Linked DNA regions of Mus musculus: all the other regions are linked to region 3. Evidence: chromatin contacts called from public promoter capture Hi-C data. All regions are on one chromosome and are shown on one strand. Each heading gives the region's core, a stretch centred on a gene start, on an enhancer-like site or on the middle of the called end of the contact. The rest is flanking DNA. Distances are from core to core; before and after follow the strand shown.

The links. Promoter capture Hi-C pulls out the DNA fragments that hold promoters and counts their contacts.
Region 1: a promoter capture Hi-C map of pre-B cells shows a contact between it and region 3, with 4 times the contacts expected there. The contact joins the promoter of Akap5 here to the promoter of Ppp2r5e in region 3. A contact is called at or near these places in 1 of 39 promoter capture datasets (pre-B cells), 1 of 484 Hi-C or Micro-C datasets (pre-B cells) and 1 of 115 datasets of contacts at active chromatin or transcription factors (bone marrow-derived macrophages).
Region 2: a promoter capture Hi-C map of pre-B cells shows a contact between it and region 3, with 2.9 times the contacts expected there. The contact joins the promoter of Hspa2 here to the promoter of Ppp2r5e in region 3. A contact is called at or near these places in 2 of 39 promoter capture datasets (the HPC-7 cell line and pre-B cells), 1 of 484 Hi-C or Micro-C datasets (CD4 T cells) and 1 of 115 datasets of contacts at active chromatin or transcription factors (bone marrow-derived macrophages).

Annotation. Positions count from the first base shown.
Region 1 is chr12:76,322,261-76,327,012 of GRCm38.p6, reverse strand. It overlaps Akap5 (A kinase (PRKA) anchor protein 5), which reads right to left and starts at 2,122. Exons shown (of 2, transcript NM_001101471.1): 1 at 2,024-2,122. Gm40443 (a long non-coding RNA gene) reads left to right here and starts at 3,849. Exons shown (of 3, transcript XR_001780628.2): 1 at 3,849-4,581.
Region 2 is chr12:76,401,977-76,406,447 of GRCm38.p6, reverse strand. It overlaps Hspa2 (heat shock protein 2), which reads right to left and starts at 2,272. Exons shown (of 2, transcript NM_001002012.1): 1 at 2,159-2,272; 2 at 1-1,919. The coding sequence starts at 1,914. The coding sequence ends at 13. It overlaps 4930426I24Rik (RIKEN cDNA 4930426I24 gene), which reads left to right and starts at 2,454. Exons shown (of 4, transcript NR_166810.1): 1 at 2,454-3,291; 2 at 3,553-3,653.
Region 3 is chr12:75,593,986-75,598,182 of GRCm38.p6, reverse strand. Ppp2r5e (protein phosphatase 2, regulatory subunit B', epsilon) reads left to right here and starts at 1,951. Exons shown (of 14, transcript NM_012024.3): 1 at 1,951-2,548.

The DNA of each region.
Region 1 (4,752 bases), core at 873-3,372, 730 kb before region 3:
AGCTCCCAGTGGGCAGCTAGAGCTTGCAGAAAGCCTTCAGCTAGATGAGGACCTAGCCAGAGTTAGAAGTAGAAAATCTGACTCTCTGGTGTTCGTTCTATTGTAGCATAAGGTTTCTGTTCTAAAAATGTACATACATTTCACCAAGGAGGCGCTACTTTCCATACATACTCTCAGAAAAAAAAAAAATCTAGCATCGCTGTCATTCTCTACTCTTAAAAGTCGTTGTGTAACTTTGACATCTTCAGTGAAGTGCCTGCTACTCATGTTTCCCCACTGTAACTGCACACAGCTGGAGGTAAGTTAGTGACGGTTCCAGCCAACGTCGGTTGCGCGACTCCCGTGTACGAGGCAGCAGCGCTGAGCACTTTCACATACATCTCTAACCTGCACCGCAGTGTTGCAGAGTGAGGAGGTGGTGATATCTCCATCTGCAGTTAAGCAGTCTGCCTGCCTGAGACTACAAAGCTTGTCGGTGGCAACAGCGCTCAGATTTAACCCAAGACTGCCTGTTTCTGAACTGCGTTCTTTCACTGCGCCTCGAGGTCCAAGAGAAAGTAAATTGCTTTAAAATGCTAATCTGAGGCTGCTTGTGACCACGCGTGACTGTAATTCCAGCAAGTGGGAGGTGGAGGCAGGAGTCTCAATCAAGGCCATCCACAGAGCTACATAGTAGAGTTGAAGACAGCACCAGCTACGTGAGACCCTGTCTCAGAAAAACATGTAAAACTAAACTGACACATAGCTTAGTGACAGAACATTGGCCTAACGTGCCACAAGATTCTGGGTTTGAGCCCCAGTGCCACCAAAAAAAGTAATAGTCCACAGAATGGCAAGGCTTAAGGAATGAGGACCTGGAATGACTAGCTAACAACAGCTCCGTGCATTTTAGGTGCTGAGCCCTGAGTTAGGCGCAGGGGAGCCTTTCATGCATATTCTTCACAGAGCTTTCACTTGGGTACCAGTTCCCAATTCTCTGTAGAACTGGAACCCTGAAAAACCGTTTTAAGAGCTAAGGCTTTTCTTTTGTTTTTTTAAGGGTAAGTATTGAAAGCTTCATCTTTCTACAAAGAAACATAAAATTCTAGAATGATGGGACCAGTATAACATTTGCAGTCTCTCCTCACACACCCTAGCACTAGAACTAGAACCCAGTCTTAATGGCTTCCACGTCTTCTTTCCCTGAGCCTCCAGCGCTCTAGAGATCATTCCTTCTAAGTGTGTGTATTAATAGAAGAAATATTCAAATGAGATTATATTCCGGAAAGTCTCTGAAACTAACCTAAATGGCCTAGATGGTTGCACGAGAGGTTTCTTTTAATGTACATCACTGTAGAGATCAACACCCCAACAAGTGTAGGCGAGGCAGGGAAAGGATGCAGCCTGCAGGCATTAAAACTTTGCAGAGTGTTAAGACTGCAAATGATTCACCTTTACCTTCGAGAGGACCATTATTGTCTTGGAAACCTTAAAGTCCCTGCTGTCCTTTCCTGGCAGAATCTCCTGTCCAAGACCACAGAAAACAACCACCACCCTTCTCCCCTTGAGCAACAGAGAGCAACCACTATCTGAACAGAGCAAGGAACCCTTCCCAGCACTAGACACGAACCGCGAAGCTTCCTCCTGGAGGAAGGATTCTCCAAGCTTGACGCCCCTATGGCAGGAGACAGAGCTCAGGATAAAGTGCTCAGAAAGGAAAATACCGGGGGCGTGGAATAGATAGCCCAGCTTCAAGCTATCTGCAGAACTATCATAGCCCGGAGCCGAAAATCACAGTTCCCCAGAAAACCCCTAAAGGAAAAGGGTTAGGTAGGCAGCCGGTGCCAAAGCAGCAGCTGCAACTCGTGCGAAGCGAGCGGGCGGCAGAACAGCCCAGGGTCACCCACCTGGAGCCGTCTGAGGATCGGCGACCTTGCAGTCGTGTCCCTCACAATCTGGTGACCAGGACCCGGGGTCTGCCGCCGTTACCAGGGCTCAGTGCACCAGATTCTGACCCAGAGCCTCTAGTCTTGCCTCTACTTACCCAGATCGTCGCGGTCTCTGGCCAGCTCTGCTCCCGAGGTCGAGGAGCACGGGCCCAAACAACGGAGAGCCCCGGAGACCGCGGAGCGCGCAGCCCTCTGCAGAGGGACCGCAGCCGCGCGCCCCCTCCCCAGCGCGGAGAGAGACAGCTGGTCGCGCCAATGCGCGTGGAGCAGTGGGGCGGGGCTAGGGCCGGGGGCGGGGTGAACTCAGCCAGCCACCTGCCAGCCGACTGCCCAGCGGCCTGGGAGAGACCTCCGTGCTCCCGCCCCGGACGCATCACCGCTGCATAAAGACATCAGGACCAGGGTGGAGGGACCACTAAAGCAAAGCAGGAGGACTGCAAGAGGGTAGAAACCCCTCATTTCCTGAGACGCACATCCGTAAAAACCTTGTTTGAATTTATAAGGCTCCCACCGTGAATCCCCCCTGGAACATTAAAGACAAGGTAGAAAGCATATCTACAGATAAAGATTGATGGGAAAGATGGCTCAGCGGTGAACAGCACGTATTTCTCTTCCAGGGGGTTTAAGATCGATCCCCATACACCCACATTAGGCGGCTCACAACCACCTGTAACCAGCCCTAGCTGGATCTTTTGCAAAAACAAAATTAAAAAGCAAGATTCATAACAGTACAGAGACAATAAGGGGCCGGGGGAGGATTTTATTTTATTTATTTTGTCGAGACAGGGTTTGTCTGTGTAGCCTTGCTTGTCCTGGGACTCACTCTGTAGACCAGGCTGGCCTTAAACTCACAGGGATCCACCTGTCTCTGCCTCCAGAGTACTGGGATTAAAGGCCTGTGCCACCATCCACTGGCAGACATTTTATTTGTGTAGCTCTGTACGACCGACCTGAAACTCATTGTGAACCAGCCTGGTATTGAACTCACTGAGATTCACCCACCTCCACCTCAGAAGCTGCACCTGGCTATGGAGAAAATTATATATATATGGTGAGAAACAGAAATAAACTCACTAAACAGAACCTCAACCTGGTACTGGTACAGTCCTCACTCTGGAACAGGAAGGTGTCAGCTCAGGTGGGAACCAGCACAAATATGGCTCTGTGCACACAAAGGTGTGGCCTCCCCAGCTCAGGGCCTGTGGCTTTGGGATGTTTTCAAGCTGAGACCCTGTAAGTCACACACACACTCTGACAGGCTTGTTTCACCATGTCCAAACCTCAGGCTCTGTGCACACCAGGCAAATACCCTTTGCTCCAAATGGGGCTGGAATAGTGAGCACCCTCATCTCCGTCCCCACTTGAGAGGAACAAGGTAAGCAGACCCCAAGGGATGTCCTAAAGGAAACAGTAATCCAGCCGCGGTTCTGATATGAGATGTCACATGGGCCATGTTCTGTGCTCACCTGTCAGCATGGATGTGGTACTCCAGCAGGCCTCAGCCTCCTCCAGGGCTCCTCCTAGCACAGAGCTCGAAAGCCCCAGGGACGCGGAAGAACAAGACCCTGTCCCCTTTCTTAAGTGGACCATGACCTTTGAGAGGTCAATATCAGATGTCCACTTGGGGATGGTTTTTCAAGGAATATATTTTACCTTCCTCAGACTCTCTAGTCTAGATTTACTCCAACCAGACCTGATAAGGAATAAACTCTTAAGGCACAAAACAGACCGGGAGGACCCAGATTCAACTCCCAGCACCCACATGGCAGCTCATAACTGTCTCTGACTTTTTTCCATGGAATATGACTCCCTCACACATGCAGGCAAAACACCAATGTACATAAAAGAAAAATAATTTTAAAAAGAGAGTTCTTGATTTGCAGAGAATCAGAGTTCAATTCCCAGCGCACATTTCAGTTCTCTATAACTGCCTTTAACTCCAGGGGATCCTCTTCTGGCCCCTGTAAGCCCTCTGCGTGCACGCGAGTGCGCACACACACACACACACACACACACTTGCCAGTGTGCGGTTTGGACAGGGTGAAACAAGCCTGTGATCTCAGTACTTAGGAGGTAGAGACAGCAGGATGAGACTTTTCAAAGCCATCCTTGGCTACACAGGGAATCTAAGGCCAGCCTGGACTACATGAGATCCCATCTCAAAAAAAAATCCAAATGAGTTAGCTTTGTTCATCCAGCAAGCACAGATGTGTGAAATGACTTTATACCCGCAAGCCGGTTATATGTTAACCGTTTTTGGTAGTTTTGAACTTGAGACGAGCGGGAAGAAACTCTTAAGCTTTTCCAAATCCAGCAGACCTGGGAGTTGGCGGTCATTTTAGGAGAGGAAGCTCATGCAGATGATTGATGGGGTAACCTGGCTATGATGGGGTAACCTGGCTATCTTAGTAGAAACCACTTGGAGCCAGGTGTAGTAGCTCAATCCCAGGACTTGAGTAGCTAAAGCAGAAGGACCATACATCCCTAGCCAGGCTGCGCTACATCGCAAGACCCACTTGAAAAGAAGAGAAAGCATCGGACAATGAGAGATGCAGGCTGAAAGAGCAGCAGTGAAGAGCATCTTAGAAACTCAAGTGCAGCTCGCCTGCACCGGCTTTGGCCTTAGAAGAATGGGAGCTGACTATAGTCTAAGGTAAGAGGTGGATTATCTCATGCTCTAGGGGAAAATAAGACTTATATGATCAACAACTTATCTGGCATCTTTCTCTCATCCATACACAATGCACCCAGGAAAGAGAATGAGCCGGGGGGAGGGGACGCATATTACTATAAATAAGAATCTGCATTTTGGCTTTTCTTTAGG
Region 2 (4,471 bases), core at 1,023-3,522, 810 kb before region 3:
TCCAGCGCAAGCCTAGTCCACTTCCTCGATGGTGGGCCCTCCAGAGGAGCCGCCGCCGCCTGGACCGCCTTGGTAAAGTTTGCTGATGATGGGGTTGCACACTCTCTCAAGCTCTTTCTGCTTGTGTTCGTACTCATCTTTCTCTGCCATCTGGTTTCGGTCAAGCCAGTTGATCACCTCCTGACACTTGTCGAGGATCTTGTTTTTGTCCTGCTCGCTAATCTTGCCCCTCAGTTTCTCGTCTTCCACGGTCTGCTTGATGTTGTAGGTATAGGACTCCACCGCATTTTTGGCTGCCACGCGATCGCGATTTGCTTCATCTTCCGATTTGTACCGCTCCGCCTCCTGCACCATCCGGTCAATGTCGTCTTTGCTCAGCCGACCCTTGTCGTTGGTTATGGTGATTTTATTTTCTTTACCGGTGCTCTTGTCGGCAGCAGTGACGTTAAGGATGCCGTTGGCATCGATGTCAAAGGTGACCTCGATCTGGGGGACCCCACGGGGTGCTGGGGGGATCCCAGTCAGGTCGAACTTGCCCAAGAGGTTATTGTCCTTGGTCATGGCCCGTTCGCCCTCGTACACTTGCACCAGCACGCTGCTCTGGTTGTCTGAGTAGGTAGTGAAGGTCTGCGTCTGCTTGGTGGGGATCGTGGTGTTTCTCTTGATGAGTGGGGTCATGACACCGCCAGCTGTTTCGATGCCGAGCGACAATGGAGTCACGTCGAGTAACAGCAGATCCTGCACATTTTCCGACTTGTCGCCGATGAGGATAGCCGCCTGCACAGCGGCGCCGTAGGCCACCGCCTCGTCGGGATTAATGCTCTTGTTCAGCTCCTTGCCGTTGAAGAAATCTTGCAGGAGCTTCTGGATCTTAGGGATGCGGGTTGAGCCGCCCACCAGCACTATCTCCTGGATCTGGCCCTTGTCTAGCTTGGCATCGCGCAGCGCCTTTTCCACCGGCTCCAGGGTCCCTCGGAAGAGATCGGCGTTGAGCTCCTCGAAGCGGGCGCGGGTGATGGACGTGTAGAAATCCACGCCCTCGTAGAGCGAGTCGATCTCTATGCTGGCCTGCGTGGACGAGCTCAGGGTGCGCTTAGCGCGCTCGCAGGCGGTGCGCAGCCGGCGCACAGCGCGCTTGTTGGGCCCAATGTCCTTCTTGTGTTTGCGCTTGAACTCCTCCGCCAGGTGGCTGACCATACGGTTGTCGAAGTCTTCGCCACCCAGGTGGGTATCGCCGGCCGTGGACTTCACCTCAAAGATGCCATCCTCGATGGTCAGGATGGACACATCGAAGGTGCCCCCGCCCAGGTCAAAGATGAGCACGTTCTTCTCGCCGCCCGCACAGCCCTTCTTATCCAGGCCGTAGGCGATGGCCGCTGCTGTGGGCTCATTGATGATGCGCAACACGTTGAGGCCGGTGATGGTGCCCGCATCCTTGGTGGCCTGGCGCTGCGAGTCGTTGAAATAGGCAGGAACAGTGATGACTGCGCTCTGCACCTTGCCCCCCAGGTAGGCTTCGGCGATCTCCTTCATCTTAGTGAGGACCATGGAAGAAATCTCCTCAGGGAAGAAGGTCTTCATCTCCCCTTTATATTCCACCTGCACTTTGGGCTTCCCACCTTCGCTCACCACTCGGAACGGCCAGTGCTTCATATCGGACTGCACTGTGGCGTCCTCGAACTTCCGTCCGATCAGCCGCTTGGCGTCGAAGATGGTGTTTGTGGGGTTCATGGCCACTTGGTTCTTGGCGGCGTCGCCGATGAGACGCTCGGTGTCAGTGAAGGCCACGTAGCTGGGGGTGGTGCGGTTACCCTGGTCGTTGGCGATGATCTCCACCTTGCCATGTTGGAATACCCCCACGCACGAGTAAGTGGTGCCCAGGTCGATGCCGATAGCCGGGCCGCGGGCAGACATCCTGACTGAAAAAACAGGCAAAGCAACGTTAGGACGAAAGCGTCAGGAGAGGCAAGCGCAAGCCGGGACCTGAGCCAACGGTCGCTTCTCACAACTCTCCACGAGCGCGACTAGCGTCTCCCGGAGACCTCTACGGGGCTTCTGGTTCTTATAGTCCCCTCCTCCCTGCCTGCTGGAAACTCTCAGAGCCAATCGGTCCCCGGGCCCGCCCGCTCCAACCCGTCCGGCGCTCCCACAGGCTTGCCTGGTCGGAGTGACCAGCCGGTGGTCCAACTGATATCTAGTTGGGTGAGGCGCTTGACGCCAGCCTTGGGCAGGGAGACCAAGGGGCGGCCGTTATGCAAATGAAGCCCCGCCCAGTGCCTCCAGCCGCTTTGGGGGCGTTAAGCTCGCGCCAGGGGAGCCAGTGTGAAAGCCCCCTTTCCCGTTCTCTTTGCCTTTTCTAAAGCGTGATTCGCTAACATCTTTCAGATTGGCGGGGCAGATGCCCAATGAGCAGCGCAGAATCCGAAGCGTGTGGCAGGGAGGCGCGGGGCGGGGCGCGCGGAGGCAGCACGGAAGGGGCGCTGGCCTCCGAAAGGGTTTCTGTACCGTTCGGTGTCGGGTGCCGCCACTGACTCGGCTCCCGGGGCCCGAATTCCTTCTAGGGCGGTTGCATCGAATACAGAACGGCTGGGATCGGTTCTCGCCTTCCCTGCCCCTGCTGTTCCTGTAGCGGGGACTGGGGCTGGGTGAGGGGCGGTTCCAGGGCGGGGACTGCGAAGTTGGGCGGGTACGAGTCAGTACCCCTCCCCCTTCCCAGCGCGTCTCAGAAAGTGCGCGACCGGGGAAGGATGCGGGGTGCTTACCCGGGAGGCGGGTGGCTTCCCGCGCAGCGCGAGCGGCTACGGCTCGCGAGCCGCCTCCGCCCAACTTTCTCCCTCGGCTTTCCTAGTTTATTTTCTTTCAGGCGCCCTAATGGGCGGTTTTGACTTCTTGGTGGCACTGCGTAATAAGCCAGTGTCACCCCTCTGACTCCCGTCCCCGCACGCGTGATCTTGTTAAGGAATTAGTCCTTTTGCGCGGAGTTCGGTTGAATGAGAAGAATAGGTTGGCAGCACAGACTTGTGAGAGGAAGTAGATGAAAAAGAGTCTTTGGCACTTGTTTAGCCGGAATCTGAGAATAATTTTGGAAAGTATTCTCTGGAACAAGGGGGTGGGCAGAAGCTGGCTCCTGTAAAAGGACTCCCTACAGGAAAACGGAGACCTGTAATGTAGAACGACCGCCTCGCCTTACGGATGGGAAGCTGAGGACAGTCGTCGCTGTAAAACTTTGACAGGTGCCCAATATGAGATGAAAAGAACAAGGGAAACGGGCCTAAGTCGTGTGATAAGGGGGTAAGCCAGTCCGGTGACAACAGAGGGCAGGGAGGGGCACACAGAGCCTGAGGGGAAAACATCAAAGCATCCCTGAGGAGGTGACATGCCTAACTCCTGCAAAGGAGAGTAAGAAAAGCATTCTTTATCGAGGTTGAGGTGGTGGAATGTGGGCGACGAGGAGGGCAGAAGAGTTCAGAATTGAAGATTAGAATCTGGATATGTTAAGCAACTTTTTGTGCTTTGGGGTGTTTGTTAGTTTGTTTGTTTTTGTCTTCGAAGCTCCAGGAAAGAAGCACCCCTCTGAAACTGGCCAGTAAGTCGTGTGAGACAGTGATGGAGAAGACAGTATGAGAAACATGAAAGTTTTCGTTGTCTAAAAGGTAATGTTGACAGAATTCAATAAAAAACTTTAAAAGAGCTTTTGATTAAAAAAAAAATTATCTGTGTGTGTGTATGCAATGTGGTGCAGAGGCCAGAATTAGAGACCCTAGAGCTAGAGTGACATTTGGTCCTGAGCCACCTGACACAGATGCTGGGAACTGAACCCAGGTCCTTTGGTGAAGCAGTAAGTGTGCTTACCCTCGGAGCCATCTCTCCAGCTCAGAGTTCTACAAAACTTAATCGGGAAAGTTTTAAAGATTCTTTCTATTCCTATATGTAATTTACAGTTTCAAAACCACGTTTGCCATTGGCAACTGCAGTTCTCTATTTTCCATGAAAGAAACTGAAGAAAAACTTGAAATAGGAAAGGATTAAAGAAAATATCAGACCATATGTGATAGTCTGTGCTTATATACCCAGCTCTGGGGAAATTCAGCGAAGAGGAAGAGAGGGGATGGAGCTGAAGGGATGGCTCAGCTAGGAAGGGGACTAACTACTCTTGCAGGGTCCTGGGTTCTGTTCCCAACATGCATATGGCGGTTCACAACCACCATTAACTCCAGTTCTAGGGAATGTCACCACTCTCTGACGTCCTTGGGCTTTTGTATTCAAGTGCACATAAACTCATAAAGGCACGCACATACATACATACATACATAAGTAAAAAAATAAATAAACCTCAGGCAAGCAGATGGTACACATCCATGTAGACAAAACACCTTTATTATATTATTGTTATTATTATAATATTTTTAAATGAATCTTTAAATATGGAAGGTAGCGGGCTGGAGAGATGTCTCAGCAGTTAAGAAGCTAG
Region 3 (4,197 bases), core at 702-3,201:
TTCTTGTGTGTTGCAAGTGGATTGCTTTGCACTCTCCTTGGAGAACACCCCACTTTCCCTGGGCTCTGTAGATCTTATGAGATTCTTGGCCCCGAGAACAAACCTCACACAGGCAAGGATGTTCCCATATTAAAAAAGACCTCCTCATCTCAGTTGCTCAGCTATTTTATAGAAAATGAAATGACTTTGAAATGAATTGTCTTTATAGCCATCCATAATTTGCAAGCAAAATCCTCACTCTACAAAATGTGAAATGTTCTAAGCAACAGCTGTGAGCATTTCAAACGTGCACTACTTTTTAACGGTTCAACTGTTGCCAAGGGAAATTGAGTTGGCTTCAAAATCTTTCTTGGTTTTAATTTTGCATTTACCAATCAGACGTTGAAGAAACATGCTCTGCTTGGCTAGGATATTAAACATTTCTAAAGACTGAAGTATGGAAATATAAGTTACTTGAAGCCAGGAACCAGACTGGAATTCCATATAATTCTGCAGCATGGGGCAATGAACTTTATTAGGGTAAAAATGGCCACTCAGTCAGTCAGTCAGCAGCCAGTCTTCTGGGGTCTGCTTTCGTATAAGCCATCTTTCCCATTTCAGTTCAGGGCAGTAACATTCTCTTTCATAGTACAGAATTATTTTTCTACCCAACAGGATAGAAATTTGCAACAAACCAGAAACGCAAACGCATGGTTAGCACTTGTGGGTATGATACAGAGAGCTTTATAAATGTATATTCCTTAACTGTACAGAACATGACATGATACTGAGAGGAAAAACTCGGCTACAGGATGAAGCATTTTGAGTTTGAAAAAGAATATACATACATGTGTGTATGTATGTATACATACATATATATATACATATATATATATATACTTGTGTGTATATACATATATGAAATATAATACTAAAACTACATCAAAATGACTGGTTATTTTGGGTTTATGGATTATAATATTATTTCTCCTGTATTTCCCCTCCCAGATTTCCAAATTTTGAGCAGCTGGTAGTTTGATCTTTGTAGTTAGTATTTTTTTCTTCTTTTAACTATTGTACGTAGCCTGCATTCAAATTGATTGATGGTCTAAGAATATTCTTTGGAAACGTACCATTTGGCCTAGGGTTCACCAATGATGCAAAAACATGTATGTATTTTCGTCCTCGTTCTAGATAGAGGTAAGTCTTCTGTTTAAACTCAGACTCAAACTATCAATTAAAATCTGTCGAGTTGGGGGCTGGGTATTTCGGAGTCCTGAAAGGGCGAATGCGGGTATTCTGAATGGGAGACTGCAGAGTTGCCATCTGCATTAACTCCCGGAGCGCGGGCCCCCGCCGAGCCTGGCAGGGGCATCAGAGAGCTGATATTCAGAACTGGCTTTTGGGGGGACCAGGTGAGAGTCCAACCGGTGGCCAGGCCTCCCACGAGTTGAGCGAAGGACAGCCACTGGGGTATTTTTCTGCCGGCTTCCATGGCCGCGTTTACACAGGGCTCAGGGGGCCGTGGGTTCCGTGCGGAGTGGGGCTTGCGGGCTGAACCGTGAGGCACCAGGACGGCCGCCCTGTGGCCTTCGGATACCCGGGTGAAGACGCTCGCGGTCCACAGGGTTCCGCCTGGCGGAAGCTCCAGTCTCGGGCGCGCCCGCCGAGCTCTCCTCAGGCCTAGCAGACGCCGCAGTACCCCCACTTCAGGCGCCCTGGCGGAAACGGCGGCCCGGTCGCCCGAGCTCACGGTAGCATCCGGGTCCCCCGCGCCTCGCCCAATCGAGGGCCCCGTCCCTTCACACCCTCCTGTTTCCCCGCCCCCCCGCGCCGCCAATCCCCGACCAGCTCTCAGCCGAACGTGCTGGCCTGGGAGTGAAGGCGCGCGCCGGCCAATGAAGTCTCGCTTCCCGTTTGAAGTCTCCAGTGGGCGGGCGTCGGAGGCGGGCTCTGCTAGCCAGGAGGTTCGGTTGCGCCTGTGCCATGGACTCAGCCGCCCGGTGATATTGACAATAGGAGAGAGAAAGGGGCATTGACGGGGACCCTGCGCGGGTAGCGAACGGCGGCTCTGGCAGCGGCGGCTCAGGCGGCTCCAACTCTTCCTCCCGACTCCCGCGCTTGCTGCCGCTGCAAATCCAGGCTTCCTCCCTCCTCCCCCTCCCCGCGTCGCCGCCGCCGCCGCCGCCGCCACCACCGCCGCCGGGTCCGGTGCAACGAGCAGAGGCGCCGCCCGCCGGGAATGTGAACGAAGAGCCACCGGCCGCGCCGCAACCGGGTCGGTGCCGATTTGATGGGACGGGCCCGCGGGGGAGGCTCGTGAGGCCGCCGCTGCCACTGCCGGAGCGCTGAGGTTAGGGGCCAGCCGAGAGGCCTAGAAACACTGCCGCTACCGCGGAACCGGAGGGACGTCGCCCCGGACGGCCGTAGTAGCCCGGGGCTCTCCGCCGCTGCCTGGACCTCCCCCCGTGCGTCCCGGGCCGTCGCCCGCCCCCGCCGCGGCCCCTAGCTCGCAGCCCACTCCGCGCAGCCACAGATCATCTTCCGATTCTTTCCCAGGAGCTTCAAGGTAACTTCAGCTTCGGGTCCCGCGGCTTGCCTCCCGGGGAACCCGCGGAGCGGCGGGCTCGGGAAGGCCGGGCCCAGGCAGCTGAGGGGTGCGGCGGGGTGGGGGGAGCGGGAGCAAGCGCCCGGCCCACTTGTCTGATCTACCTGCAGAGGCTTTGGAGGCCAGCACCTCTCTTCTCCTCGGCCTCGCCGGCTCCTTTTCCTCCCTCTTTTGAGGCGTTTTCTTGCCCCCCCCCCGGCGGGGGCGGGGGAGCAGGGAGGAAGATTCCGTGGCCGCGCAGCTTCTCCAGGGCTTGGGGTTTATGTGAACATACCTGCAGACAAACAGGCCACTTCCCTGTTTTCATACCTCCCCCTTGGAAAAGCCCCAGTAGTGTGCTCTTTAGAGAATGCTAACGCTTTGGGTGCAGTGGCCCAGGTGAAACCTGTTTCCCTGGGCTTTGCAGGGACCCCGCTGTTACCATCATTTCTGCAATGCTTTGAGTTGAGATCCTTGACATTTTATTCAGAGCTGCGCGCATAAGAGGCAAATGATGAAAAAGAAAGCTGCCTATAGATCATCGTTAGAGATGAGAGAAGAGAAATAGAGACAGAATGAGGGATGGGGGGAACGAGGCTTACAGAAATCTGTGTTGCTAGGGTTAGAGTGAAATCTAAATAATTCCCAGATGAAATTGTAATATTCGTCCCTAAATTTACAGCATACCAGTGCGATGTGGAACTTCTTGCTGAGGTCTGACATTTTCGATAGTATTTATAATTTATTATTCCGTTTTTTATATGTCACATTATATTTCAAGCCAAATTAGAGTTAAAAGAAAATAACTTTCTAATGAAAGAATCACGAAGTCCTCAAAATCCCAAATTAACCTTAATATTGTCCTCCCCTCTCCAAAGTCTATGCTATTTTAGTTGAATCCAGGTAATGCAGATGACTGTTTAATCATAACACATTGGGAAGGCAGCTATCTTACTCTTTGTGGAAGTTAAAAAAAAGCATTTGTCTTAGGTGTCGGTATGACACTTGAGGAACTGAGCCTGAGCACTGCATCATATGCATTCTGTCGATCTTGTCTGCCATTAATCTTGCATGGAGCCTCAGTAGCACCTGAATGGTACTGGCGTCTGTTTAGTTTGGTGAAGGAGTCTAAGCTCAATGCTTGGGACTTTTAGCATCTGTCCTTCCTTTGAATAATTTCGAAGATTAAATAATTGCAGAATGATATTCAGTCAGTTCTGTTGGTTTCATGTAGCACAATATTTGAACTTAAACTCAACTTCATCTTGGGAGGCTGTGAAGTTATGTTTTCAGTTCAACTTTGCATTGGAGTTTATCTTAGTTTTGTTTATCAAACTTTAATAACTTAAGATGGCTTTATTTAAAAAATTTGAAATAGTTGTAATCGTGCCTTTTGTGCGTTCTCATTCAAGTAATCTAGCCTGTCCTCATGTGCAAGGTGGTGGCTTGTAACAGCAAGCACAGCATGGCACATTGCACCAAAAGTCCTGCTTAGATGGTGCCAGTAGGATTATACTTAGAGTAATCATGGTGCTGTCGGATACTGAGGTGGCTCCGCTCATTTTTTTTTTTTTTTACCTGAGGCAGGATCTCCTCCCACTGTGTGTCCCAGGGTTGGAGTCAAGCTGTTT